2 separate regions of the Siniperca chuatsi genome follow, and region 1 is linked to region 2. The links are chromatin contacts, called in public Hi-C maps. All regions are on one chromosome and are shown on one strand. The core of a region is the stretch at or near the end of the contact, and the rest is flanking DNA. Distances in the headings are between cores, read along the strand shown.

Evidence for each region. A called contact is a pair of places that touch in the nucleus more often than the background predicts.
Region 1: a Hi-C map of liver shows a contact between it and region 2, with 2.3 times the contacts expected there. The contact joins the promoter of LOC122869868 here to the enhancer-like site in region 2. A contact is called at or near these places in 2 of 3 Hi-C or Micro-C datasets (liver and an unstated tissue).

What each region holds. Positions count from the first base shown.
Region 1 is chrLG22:9,254,569-9,260,631 of ASM2008510v1, forward strand. LOC122869868 (serine/threonine-protein phosphatase 2B catalytic subunit alpha isoform) reads right to left here and starts at 1,701. Exons shown (of 15, transcript XM_044183223.1): 1 at 1,375-1,701. The coding sequence starts at 1,435. It overlaps LOC122869867 (B-cell scaffold protein with ankyrin repeats-like), which reads left to right and starts at 4,190. Exons shown (of 16, transcript XM_044183219.1): 1 at 4,190-4,221; 2 at 4,626-5,021. The coding sequence starts at 4,209.
Region 2 is chrLG22:9,204,599-9,210,265 of ASM2008510v1, forward strand. It overlaps LOC122869868 (serine/threonine-protein phosphatase 2B catalytic subunit alpha isoform), which reads right to left. Exons shown (of 15, transcript XM_044183223.1): 7 at 3,896-3,973; 8 at 2,736-2,830. Among protein-coding and RNA genes, the nearest start is that of LOC122869869, 22 kb to the left of the region's middle. Within about 2 kb of position 1,628, the one cell type or tissue checked has an H3K27ac peak away from gene starts, as active enhancers do. A contact at or near this core is called in liver, where this site is marked.

The DNA of each region.
Region 1 (6,063 bases), core at 451-2,950, 50 kb after region 2:
CAAAAGCACCCAAGACATGGTGTGACTCTCTTTTAACACTCAGCCCAATTTTTCTAAGCAAAATGTAGCCATAACACAAGTGTTTAGCTCTGTACTTGCAACAGAATAAAAATAGTTGCAGTTATCGTTTTGTTAAACTTTCCCCACCCCCTGTTTCAAATGGCACGAGCTAAGCCTAAGAAAGCAACGAAGTGGAACTATATTTGTGATAGAGCTTAGCGAGCCAGAGCTCAGGCTTACCTTTAATATAGTGTATAGTCAGTGATTCCAGTCATGGCCTTTTGAACACTGTAGCATTGCCTTTCTTAACGTTTAATGGTCACCGATGATCTAATCATTTCAAGCGGTTGAACCCTAGCAACTAAGCCTGAATAAAATTACTCAACAATTCCCCTCCTGTGCTTGTGCACACTGTGATCGCTGCACATGCCTGTTGTGATGTACTGGAGCTGGAGAGGATAATGGTTGCAAATAGTGCTGGATCAAAACCAGCCAGCACAAATAAACACATTCTGTCATCTTGCTTCTGAGGAAAGGCTTTGACTTTGTCTTCCAACATGAGAAATTTCACTTAGAGTGACATAAAGTGCTCATATTTTAAAGCAGGAATAGGCTTTAATACTGCAACTTAAGTGGAGTAGCCTACTGCCTTCAAGTCAACCTAAAATGTCAACTGACATGAAACCGGGCAGGCTACATTGCTCCTACTCCGTGTTCAAGGGGTAGGTTGACTCGATTATGATATCTACTGCATTCTTATGGTAGACTGCAAAGGTGGAATGTCAGACCTGTTAACACAGAAGGCAGGAAGAACCTCCCCATATGGCATGAGCACTACAAGCACACGATGAACACCCCCAAATGTGAGATTACAAAACACAGGCGACATCAAGTAGTATTATGCAATGGTTATAAAAAGCAGCCTTGGTAAAACTATGCTTGGTGATGCATGCAAAATGAGGGGAAATCGCCCTTGGGTTGAATGCAATGGTTGTGCAATATCTGCATGCATAGTGTAAAACTGTGCACTGTGTATATGAATCAAAAGATCATGCATCTGTGACACTGCTGGCTGTATTCGTTGCTAATGAAAACAGTGCATTTGCAGACAAGCGCCTATATCACGAAATGTGACACATTTCTAGAGAAATTCTTGCTCTGGTCTACAAACTGGAGTTAACCTCACTTCCTAGTTTACTGCTGCTGCCACAGCTCGGCTAACACCCTTCTTCCTCCATAGCCAGCAAACAATTTTCGACTAAATTTGCTGCTGCTGTTGCGACGACCGTGAATTCTTCAAGTCTGCTTTCTGCTGGTCAGAGGGAGAGCTGCGGTAGCGTCTCGTTCCAGTGTGGCATGAAAAATTACACTTACATTTCACCACCCTGTCCGTCGTAGATAACTTCGGTTCATCATTCGGCTTGTTTTCGGACATTTCCAGTGTGATATAATATTTAGATATAGCAGAAATGAGACTGAAAACGGCCCCTGCGTTGCTCTTGCCGAACAACTCTTGAGTCTACCCGAGAAAAGAGACCGCAGTGATCTCACTCGGTCCTATCAGCGGCCAAAAATACTTGCAACAGGGTTACAATTTCACTGCTGGTGCTGTAGGAGCTGCTCTGTCTGATTTACTGTTACTCTGTGTCAAGTTGTCTGAGCGCAGTGTGCAGTCAAACATGCTAACCCACAGGACCCGCCCCCAGCTCCCACCGACTCCACCTATTGGTGGAGAGCGGCAGGCTGCACACTCACTTGTATTTTAGAAGGGCTGCTTCTGTGTCAATCTGGACTGGTATGAATAACTTATAATAAAGTTATAATACATTTGTCGCCGGGTATGCACAATAAATACATGAATGAACAGTTCAAAAGTAAAAAGTAAACTTTTTACCCAAGATATGTTCACAGTTTAGCACAAAAAATGATCCATCCATACATGTTTGGCTTTGATTGAAAATATATTTGGATCCGGGAAATACTTTCTCACTATGGAAGCCTATTTCCACCAGAAAGATGAAAAGTTAAAAATAAAACAAAAGATACAAATTCTCATGGTTAGTCTTAATTTCATTTCTTAAGACTGACATTTCTGTACATGGCTCATTTTCAACTGCAGTTCTTTGAAGAGATGTTCTAAAAACCAAGGAAGTGAAAAGTCTTGAAGTCAAGCTTATTAGATAAACAGTCAAAATTACGAGGTAGTAATTCTAATATTATGAGATAAAACTCTAAGAAAAAAATTATGAAATTAAAAATTACGAGATAGTGAGCAAAAATGATCACATAAAAAGTCCAAATTATAATACAGTAATTTTAAAATTTGACTTACCATGAGCATAATTATTTTCCTCATGACTAACTTTTCATCTTTTTTTTTCTTTTACTGGCCAAAATGGGCTTCAATATATCAGGGCCAATAATCTCAAATGTATAATTTTCTTTTCTGCCCATTTTTTAGTCAACAACAATAGGCAAGGTAAGGCAGTTTTATTTATAAAGCACGTTTCATACACAGAGGTAGATTCAAGGTGCTGACAATAAGAACAGAAAGATATCACAAACTGAATTTTCATAGTTTCCTGAGGATGAATCCTGATAGTTTTAGTGACCCAGTGATCTTTCTGTTTTGGATTCTTCAATACCTTTCTTCTAGTGCCACTCTCAGGAGAAAATATACATTGCACACAAGATATTTCACAGTCTAATGGACCATAATGTTTGCAGAAAATATCCATGCTCCCATGAAGATAAACCACTTTGATTTTAATGATCCCATGTTTGTTTACACTGGTGATAACATTATGGATATTTCATTGAGGTCATGGTTTACCTGACATTTTATTTGTCTCCATGTCACTAGCTATGGAGTAGTGGCATGCTTTGATAGCTTTATTGTCTGCTGTAGAGGTTTATAGAGGTTTTGCTCAGCTGAACTCATTACAGATCCAGAGGAGGATTTCATGTTCTGTCTTTGTGGTTAAATCAGAGTAGTCATGTGAGTGAGTGAAAGTGTGTGGCTCTGCATGCATGGGAACAAAATGATCTGTTATCGGTGAGTCACGAGGTACACAGCAGCGGCGATTTGCATGAAGGAGACTTCACCTTTCACCTGCTCATTTTCTCAACAGTTGTGCATTTCAGTGACCCCACTGCTGCTCAAAGGAAATAAATGGTGGCAAACTGCTATTAGTGAGACACTGGTGTGGTATGAGTCAGTTGTTTGGCAGGTGGAGGCAGTTAATGAAGCCCTGAGTTTTATATTTCTCTCAATGAGGGACTGTGTGTGTGTGCGTAGTAGGTCAGAACATCCCACAGCCTTTTTATTTCTGTAGTGGAGACATTCACACCATATCATTAGTGTTAACACGCCTCAGGTTCTAGTGCTCTGCTTTGCACCCATGGCCTTGCAGACTTAATTCAACTGATCACCTGTTGTCTGCTTGACAGTGACCTCTGTGTTTATTATTTGCTGCTTTTTGCTCACATTTAGACCTACTCATAAAATAGTAAACTATGATTTGTCATTATTTGTTATTTTGTATGCATTTTTCTTCCACTGTAGCTTTGGTAGTTTTTATTCCATAAAAATATGACGTTATATAATGAGAAAATAAGGAATCACTCAAAAATTCTCCACCCAAAGTTCATTTTTCATACTGAAAAGCGTCATAATTATACACGCAGTGATCTTTTTCATCTTCCTGTGCCACCCTCTTCAAAGAATAAATATTATAGAGACATTTGCTTTTTATGACTTCATATTTTATGACTACACATTTATAACTACCCATTTTGTGTACCAGGTTTGGTAGTGCCAGTACCAACAACATGTTGACAGCAAAACTAAACTTGGATGACAAACTTTTGATGTCCAAATCACATAATCAGTTTTGGGAATTTTCCACCACATTAAACTCTTATGAAGTACAGTAAGTAATTCCACCGACTAAAATATTTGGAATTGCTGCCATTGAACTAGTGCTTTAGTAAAGTTTTTTGAAAAACAAAACCTCACATTCAAGCTTGTTTCTTGTCACCAGAGCAGAGAACAAGCTTTATGTTCAATTAAAAAAAAAAAAGTCAAATTTTTTTGTTCACTTCGGTGTAGCAGGAAACTCCCTCTTATCTGAGCTCCTCCTGACAATAGCAGCGCTGTTTTGCATGTCACTGTGAAGTGAGACCTGCAGACAAACAGCACTGTAGCTATGAGCCAGACAGGTAAGCTGTCCCATTGCATTATTTATTCATTAATACATTATTACATAGATTATTTTTACTGGGCTAATGAAAACGATTAATTGCTTTAATATATACGTCTTGCTGAGTGAAATTTGTTTTGTACATGTCAATGTCAAAACAACATCAACAGCAAGATTTGCAATGACAGTTAAACCATTTTACTGCATCCTCTACAAACAGTTACATTTTACTATCCTACACTGAGAGTGACAGCTAAAGTATTTTTCCACTATATGGGTCAGTTGTAGAACAGTTTGCTATAAATACGTGATTAAGGTAAGGGCAATATGATGTTTTTTCCATAGAATACTAATTACTGAAGTCACATAAATGTGTGTGAATTTTTTTCACATTTTTGAACAAAATATGCCTTTTTCTTGTAGCTGAGGAGCTGTTAATCATCTATGAGACCGAGGCAGAGCAATGGGCCACCTACCTGCGTTCAGTCTTCACTGGTCCAATCTTAGAGGCTGGGATCTGCTGCTACGACATTGCCACAGTGTCCAGCCGGCGGGACGACTTCCTCAGGCTGGCCCAGTACACCTGCAAGCTCCTGATCCTTTCCAAGGGCATGCTGGAGGGTCTGTGCCAGATGCGGCGCTTCTTCCTGGCCCGCGTATTGAGTCCCGCAGCTCATGTGGTGGTGCTGCTGTGTGGGGTGGAGAGTCTGACCCCACTGCTGGAGCTGGTGCCCCTGAACGGCGACGAGTGCCTGCAGATCTCCAGTGAACAAGATGCTCATGAGTACCTGTCCACTGTGACTGATATTGTGAGAAAAGGTATGGCACTGACTCCAAAAAGTTTTTCAATGTGGCTTTTTTGTAGACCCCAAAATATCACTGATCACCTGTTGATAAGAGTCTGTCTTGAGCCCCATGTGAGAGGATTTGGACTTTATGATTTAGTACTGGTTGTACTACAAAAAGGAAGGTAAAAGTGTAAAATTAATGCTCTCTACACACCTGTACCAACTTCTGCAGAATGAATTAATTATGAAATTAAATTATTTGTATCATTTACCTGACCTCCAAGGATGCCCTCAAAGACCCCTGGAGGTCCCTGACCTAATTTCAGGAACCAGTGATGAAGTCCCACGTCAGTTTTCCCACAACTCTAATATCTTATATTTTGTGCTTATATTTGCTTTCTTTTAAATCTGAGAAGTGTTATTTCAATTGGAACACTGCTCAGTTTCCAACAGAATTTTAATCTTGACAATATTACTTAGAACATGCATTAAAATACCCACCAAAACTCTAATATAATAATAATTAGAATAAAATAAATTCATAAATGCTGAACTGGAGAAAAACAACTTGCATCAAAGTCATTATATAGGAGTTAGAGGGCACTGATTGACCTGATATCTGTTTTTTTTTTATCAAAATGATACAGCAATATATCAGTCTCAGCCTATTTAATACCATTAACAAATATCCTAAAGCAGGACAGTAACAGATTTAGTCACAGTTGCATCCCAGTCTTGCAAACTCAGAACACAATCACCCTCTTCAACATGCCCTTCCTTCAGGAAAAATTTCACATGGCCTTGCTGTCCCCCTGCCATAAATGCGAGGGGAAAAGAATACTCATTATCTGTGAGAATGCCTGAGCAGCAGCGTGGAAACCTGTTTACTGACTTTTTTCCTGAGAATTGTGTACACTGAAGATTGACATCCAATATTTTTTAGCACCAGCTTCAGAAACATCTTTGGTGAAACTGTGTGTATCTCTAGCATGTCCTCATCTGCCCTAATAATTATCCTCTGCCTCCTCCCCTGTTTTTTGTAATTGCACTATTTGTATAAAATCATAAAGCGG
Region 2 (5,667 bases), core at 378-2,877:
CAAAACCGCAAGCAATCTCCAAAGTGTATAACTGCCAACTACACCACCCTCCTCTCGATCTCTCTGCTCTCCACTGCAGTCACTTCCCGACTCAAACAGTGAAAGCTCTAACAGTGAAAACTGCTAAATCACTGCTGCTGTGTTTTCATTTAACACAGCTCCCCTGCCAGCTCAGGGGTACAGGGGTCGGAGCTGTGATGGACAGCTGGCCAGCGCCTGACACTTACTGCAGAGCCAACAGTCTGACTTGAAAGAAAAAGGAGGGATAGGTGACATCTTGAAGCCCGATTTCTTTATAGAATCGCATCCTGAGCAACATTTATGTGTTGATTAACCTGACTCAGCTGCAAGTTAAATTAACTTCTGGTGGAGGAGTTCTCCCTTGCCTGTTTGAGGTGCAACCCCCGATGAGGTCTTATTGGTTAATCTGGCCCACTCCCAGCACAATATTGATGGGACTTGCTGATGCCTCCTCCCTCCCCTTTAAGATTTATGTTCCCACTCGATTGGCCATCAATCACCGGACATACTCAGTGGGCTCCGAGCTCCGGCAAGAAGCTAACAGCAGACCAATTCATTACAGAGGCTTTGGTTCTACCAGTGAACCCCACCCACATGACTGATTAGAAGAGCATCAACAGGACTGATAGGACTGTATTGGTTGGCTGTGCCTGTTCCATGGAATTGTGTAACTGTGTGTGTGTGTGTGTGTGTGTGTGGTTGGGAGCGGGGTGTATCAAGCAGAGTCAAGTAAATGATTGATAAAGTAAATTGGGAACCATGTAATTACATAACCACAACCTGTGAAGTTTTAAGAGCTTTAACATAAAATCTCTGGACAGACCTTTAGCTTGACGGATGTTTATTTGATTGGGAATTGCTCTCTTTCTCTGCTATTATATTTGGATTTTAAGCCAAAGATCTATCTTACAACAGATTTAGCCAAAAAAAAAAAAAAAAAAAAAAAGACTGCCTCATTTTCAAGCAGACAGTGAATGATGAGAAATAAAGAACGTGTAGTCCTTCTAGGTAAGATGTATCTGTGTGCCTAAATGAAGTCAGTTTGAAAAATAAACACTGAGTAATCTTTTTCTTTCTGATAACCACTCTTGCTCTGGGAGGCATTTTATCAACTGAAGGTCAGCCAGTTGCAGCTAAGACCAGGGTGCAGACCAAATCATTTATATTCTTTGACTGTTCCATATTGAGCTCGAGAGGTGCAAATGATTTGCCAGGCAATTGGTTGCCAAAACTAAAAACGACATGTGCCTAACATCACTTTGTTTGTTTGTTTGTTTATATTGTGTTGTGCTGACTGTGAGCCCTTGGAAGATTAGTTGGCATGGAACAAATGGGGTCCTAATAATAAACAACGAGCCAGACAGGCAAACTGCCCGCTGTTTCTTGACTATCCTTATTGTGCAGGAAGCATGGATGCAGCTCATGGGGAAAAGAGTAAACAAATGCAACCTTATCTCAGATCAAAGAAACACCTGCAAATGGGCCAAAAGAAAACAAAAAAAGGACAGCCCTCGCTCCCTTGTGTAATATACTCACACCAGCAGCACTGCAGTAGGAGAGGAATTACAAAATAGCATGCACCAGCACCATCGCTCTTTCCTTCCCATTTCCATTTCCTGTGGTTTGCCCACTGCCGCCCCCATTCCAAACATGACCCCACAGCCAAGGCAGATACTGTCTGTTCTCCGGGGAAAAGTGCTGACTCACAGCACAAAGGCAAGCCTATCTTGCTGCGTGGGCACCGTAGCACCGCATAGGGCGCCACTGGGTGCCAAGAGAAACGGCACCGAGCCATTTCGCTTCACACCAGCTTCGTCCCTGATTTGACCTGACCAAAATCAATGTCAGAGATTTTTGTAATTGAACAAGTACAATACTTCAACAAAAATTTGTGTACTATTGATAAGGGGTAGAATGGTTCTCTGGTGAAATTTAAGACTCCTGAAGACCTTTTTAATTCCATATCAGATTAATATATATATCCTCAAAGTGGAAATAAATAGCATTATTATTAACTGTTTATTACTGTACAGGATAGCAATAAAAGAATGTATTTATTTATTTTTATAGGGGCAATGCACATTTATCACCATCCCTGTAAATTTTCAACTGTTGTCCTGTGGCGTGGTGTTTTAGCCAAATGCTAGAATGCTGTGTATCCTCAAATAAAAGACAAGATTTTAAGGGCCATTTAAAGCTCCGTTAAGCAATATTTTTGATAATGACACTAAAAAAAGGTCTCCTGTAATTTAAACAGGTTGCTAGTTCTACCAGTCTCACTCAGAATCAACACTCCAGTCTGCAGCTCTGTGCAGTTTTCAGTCACTTTCAGCTTATTTTTTTAGTTTGCCGGTTTCCAGAGTCCTAAAACTCTCATAATCCCCCAAATATAAAATCCTAGTTAACAATTCCCCAAATACAAACTCCCCGCAACCCAACTGTATGCTACTTGTCCATTGCAACTCTTAAATGGAATGAAGCCATTCAAAATGTTATTAATTATATATGAGCTTCAAAATGACATGAGAAAAGCATTTGGGAATGTCCCAATGCTGTCATTAAATCTTGCACAAATCTGAGAGCAACAGCAATTCTCCAACCCAGAACCACCTGTCTGTAAATGTGATGTCGCCCTGTGGCAACTCATGAATATGACACTGATATTCATGTTTTAAGCCACTGAAGATTGATAATGATATATTCCTTCTCCTTACCTTTGTTGTTGTAGACATCTAGGTAGTTGGGTGCTGAGAAGATGGTGATAAGGGATGGGAAGCCAGTGGTCTGACTCTTTCTGTACATGCGATATCTGGTAAAACGTTCAAAGAAGATGTAAGCATTAGAACATTACAACATAACATTCATGGATTAATCATTGGTGAACCACCCTCGGGATATGATTAGCAGCGACAGTTTTTATGACCTCTTGTTTTCACTATGGCTGTGTGTTTGTCTTGTAAGCTGATGCATCAGCAAGGGGGGCAATGCTGCATAGCCTCAGGAGAGTAAATCCCTGTGTTACAGGTGAAACATGCCCTTAAGTAGTCATCACACTGAACAAACTCAGCATTCAAACAACTACTCTGATCGCCCAGCGAACGTCTGTGTTGTGTTTGGTGGTTTGGATACTTGGAATGGAATAGAGCGTAAACAAAGTACTAACTCAGATGATTTATTTGCTGCAGCACACCTTGCAGCAACTATTTACAGAGATTTAAAAAAAAAAGGTACCAATTGCAAAGAAAACATAGATGAAACTCAATAACATTATTACGTGCGGTCTAAGGTGGCTTGGGGCAGCAACCTCATCTGAGACATGGCTAGGTGTCCCATGTGACCACGCCGTGGGAGTGCAATGCTAAACAACTGTGTGCTATGCATCCCACCGCCTTAACCTCGCTTAGAGGGAGATCAGCTTAACACATCCACCCACCTGCCCGTTTTAAAAACCAAACTTTTCAAAGAGGCTTTCCAGTGGCTTTGTTACAAATCCAAGGTGCACTGTTAGTTCCTGATGAATAATAGACAAGTGGGGTAGTTGTAAAGCACTGTATGTGTCTGAATGTGAAGTAAACAACATATAGTGACACAATTTCACAAACTCAAACATTTTTAAAACCCTAGTTCTTGCAAGATCTGCATGAATCATACTTGTCATATCACATCTGGCCAACTAACTCCTCACGCTAGATACATTTTCATTTCTTTGATTAACACGACTTCTCTCAAAGTTCAGACTGCACCGAACCTGCTCTCCAGACAGGCTCGGGCAAAGCCCCAGAGCACCGGGGAAGCTTTTCATTTAATACCCTGGTCTGAATCACTCTGCTGCGTGACAGTGTGATGAGAGAAGACGAAATGCCACAACACTCACCCAGCATCCTGCGCTTCATGGGCCCGGATGATAGATAATAAGTTATTGTGTTGTAGAAAGTCACAGACTGCAGGGTAGCTGTTGAATAAAGAGACAAACGTTTGGTTTACTCATACATCAAGAAAAACCCCAGTAAGATCAAGAAGAACGATCAATAAAAATAACTAAATAAGTCATGGGCATTATTGATTGTGCTCAGAGAAACAGTGGATATACAACACTGAGTTCAAGCTATATTTGTTCTAAAACCAACTGTGGCTCAGAAAGAGGTATATTGCTTTGAAAGGTTGTCTGAAATTTAAAACAGGCCCTTTAAAGTCCTACAAAAACAACATTTTTGTGAGCAAAGATATGATGACTCATAATCTAAATAATAACCCGTAATATGCTTAACTTTTAAACAAGAAGCTTTCATACTGTAAAAGGAGTAGGTGTGATCCTTTTCAAATGGTGGATTTTATTCTAGAATGAAACTCAAAAAATGTCAAGTATGACACATCATTCATAGCAGACGGTTTCTTCAAGAAAAAAAGGGATTGCTGGAGAGTGTTAAAGAACGTTTTATGCTCATGCTGATCTATTCAGTCTATGAGCAGAGAGACCAAAGACCTTACTGCCAGCTATGAAACTACAGCAAGGTTTCAGAGTTTTCCATACTACAACCTTTCAATCTTCAGCAGCAGCTTCCACTGGAAATTTCCTTTGCTCACAATGAGAACGGCATGAGAAAAGTCAGTGGCAAACAGCATTTGTTAAGTAAAATGTCTTGAACTCAAAACAAGTTGCTATTAAAACGGCATTACCACAATACTTTTGAGCAATGCTTCTAACAAACATGATTAAAACCCCTGTGGACGGCAGGATTTGTGAATCGTGGGATGCTGCGTAATGAACAAAGTGAGTGACAGCTCACAATGAATGAATGACACCTCTGCATTACATCCAAAGCACTTAGTGGATGTGGGAGGATTCTCTCAACAATAATAGGGGCTAAACTCAAGTTATTTCTTTTTTTGTGGTTTCATCTCTAGAATCTTTGGCTGGTTAATATAAAAGTCGCTTTCCAGCTTTTCCAGCAATAGGGAGGAAATTTTAGGGCATCTCACAGCCTTGAGTGAGGCAGAAAGTGGATAGATCAAATGAGGGCATCTCCATTACAGAGTGTAATGTCAAACTTTTGTCTTTATTATTACTGCGATCAGGGGTAATTTTTTCTATGTTGTCATTCTACCAAGTGATGTTAAAAAAAAAAAAAACAGTGCAATCAGAGTCAATAAACAATTCCAAAACCTTTGTGGTTCAATGAAGAAGTATATTGTGCTTGTTCAAAAAACAGGTTATGATTTTGTATTAAGTTCTGTAATCCTAGCTCAACGCCCCTGCAAAATCAGAGCAATGAACAACACCCACACGCAGCAATCAGAACCAAACTATACATTCTGGCTTCCGACCTTTCAGCAAAAGTACTGAGAGATTAGTTTTTTTTTCTCCAGCAAATGCTGCACAACGAAACCAGCTGTTTTTTAAATTGCTATTTAGACAAGATTCGGTCTCTATAATCAACACAACGCACTGTTGAGGTTTCATGATGACTGTGCTCAGCTGTTGTGGAGTTTTGGTCAAGTTTGATACAGAGTACACTATTATGGCAGCTTTATTGCATCTATTAATGTAATGCCCTTTGGGGCAGGCTTGTAATAATGTGTTATATAAGTAAATTAACTTTAATTTGACTGGCTTGTTTATGTATGCATGTTTATCAGATACAATGC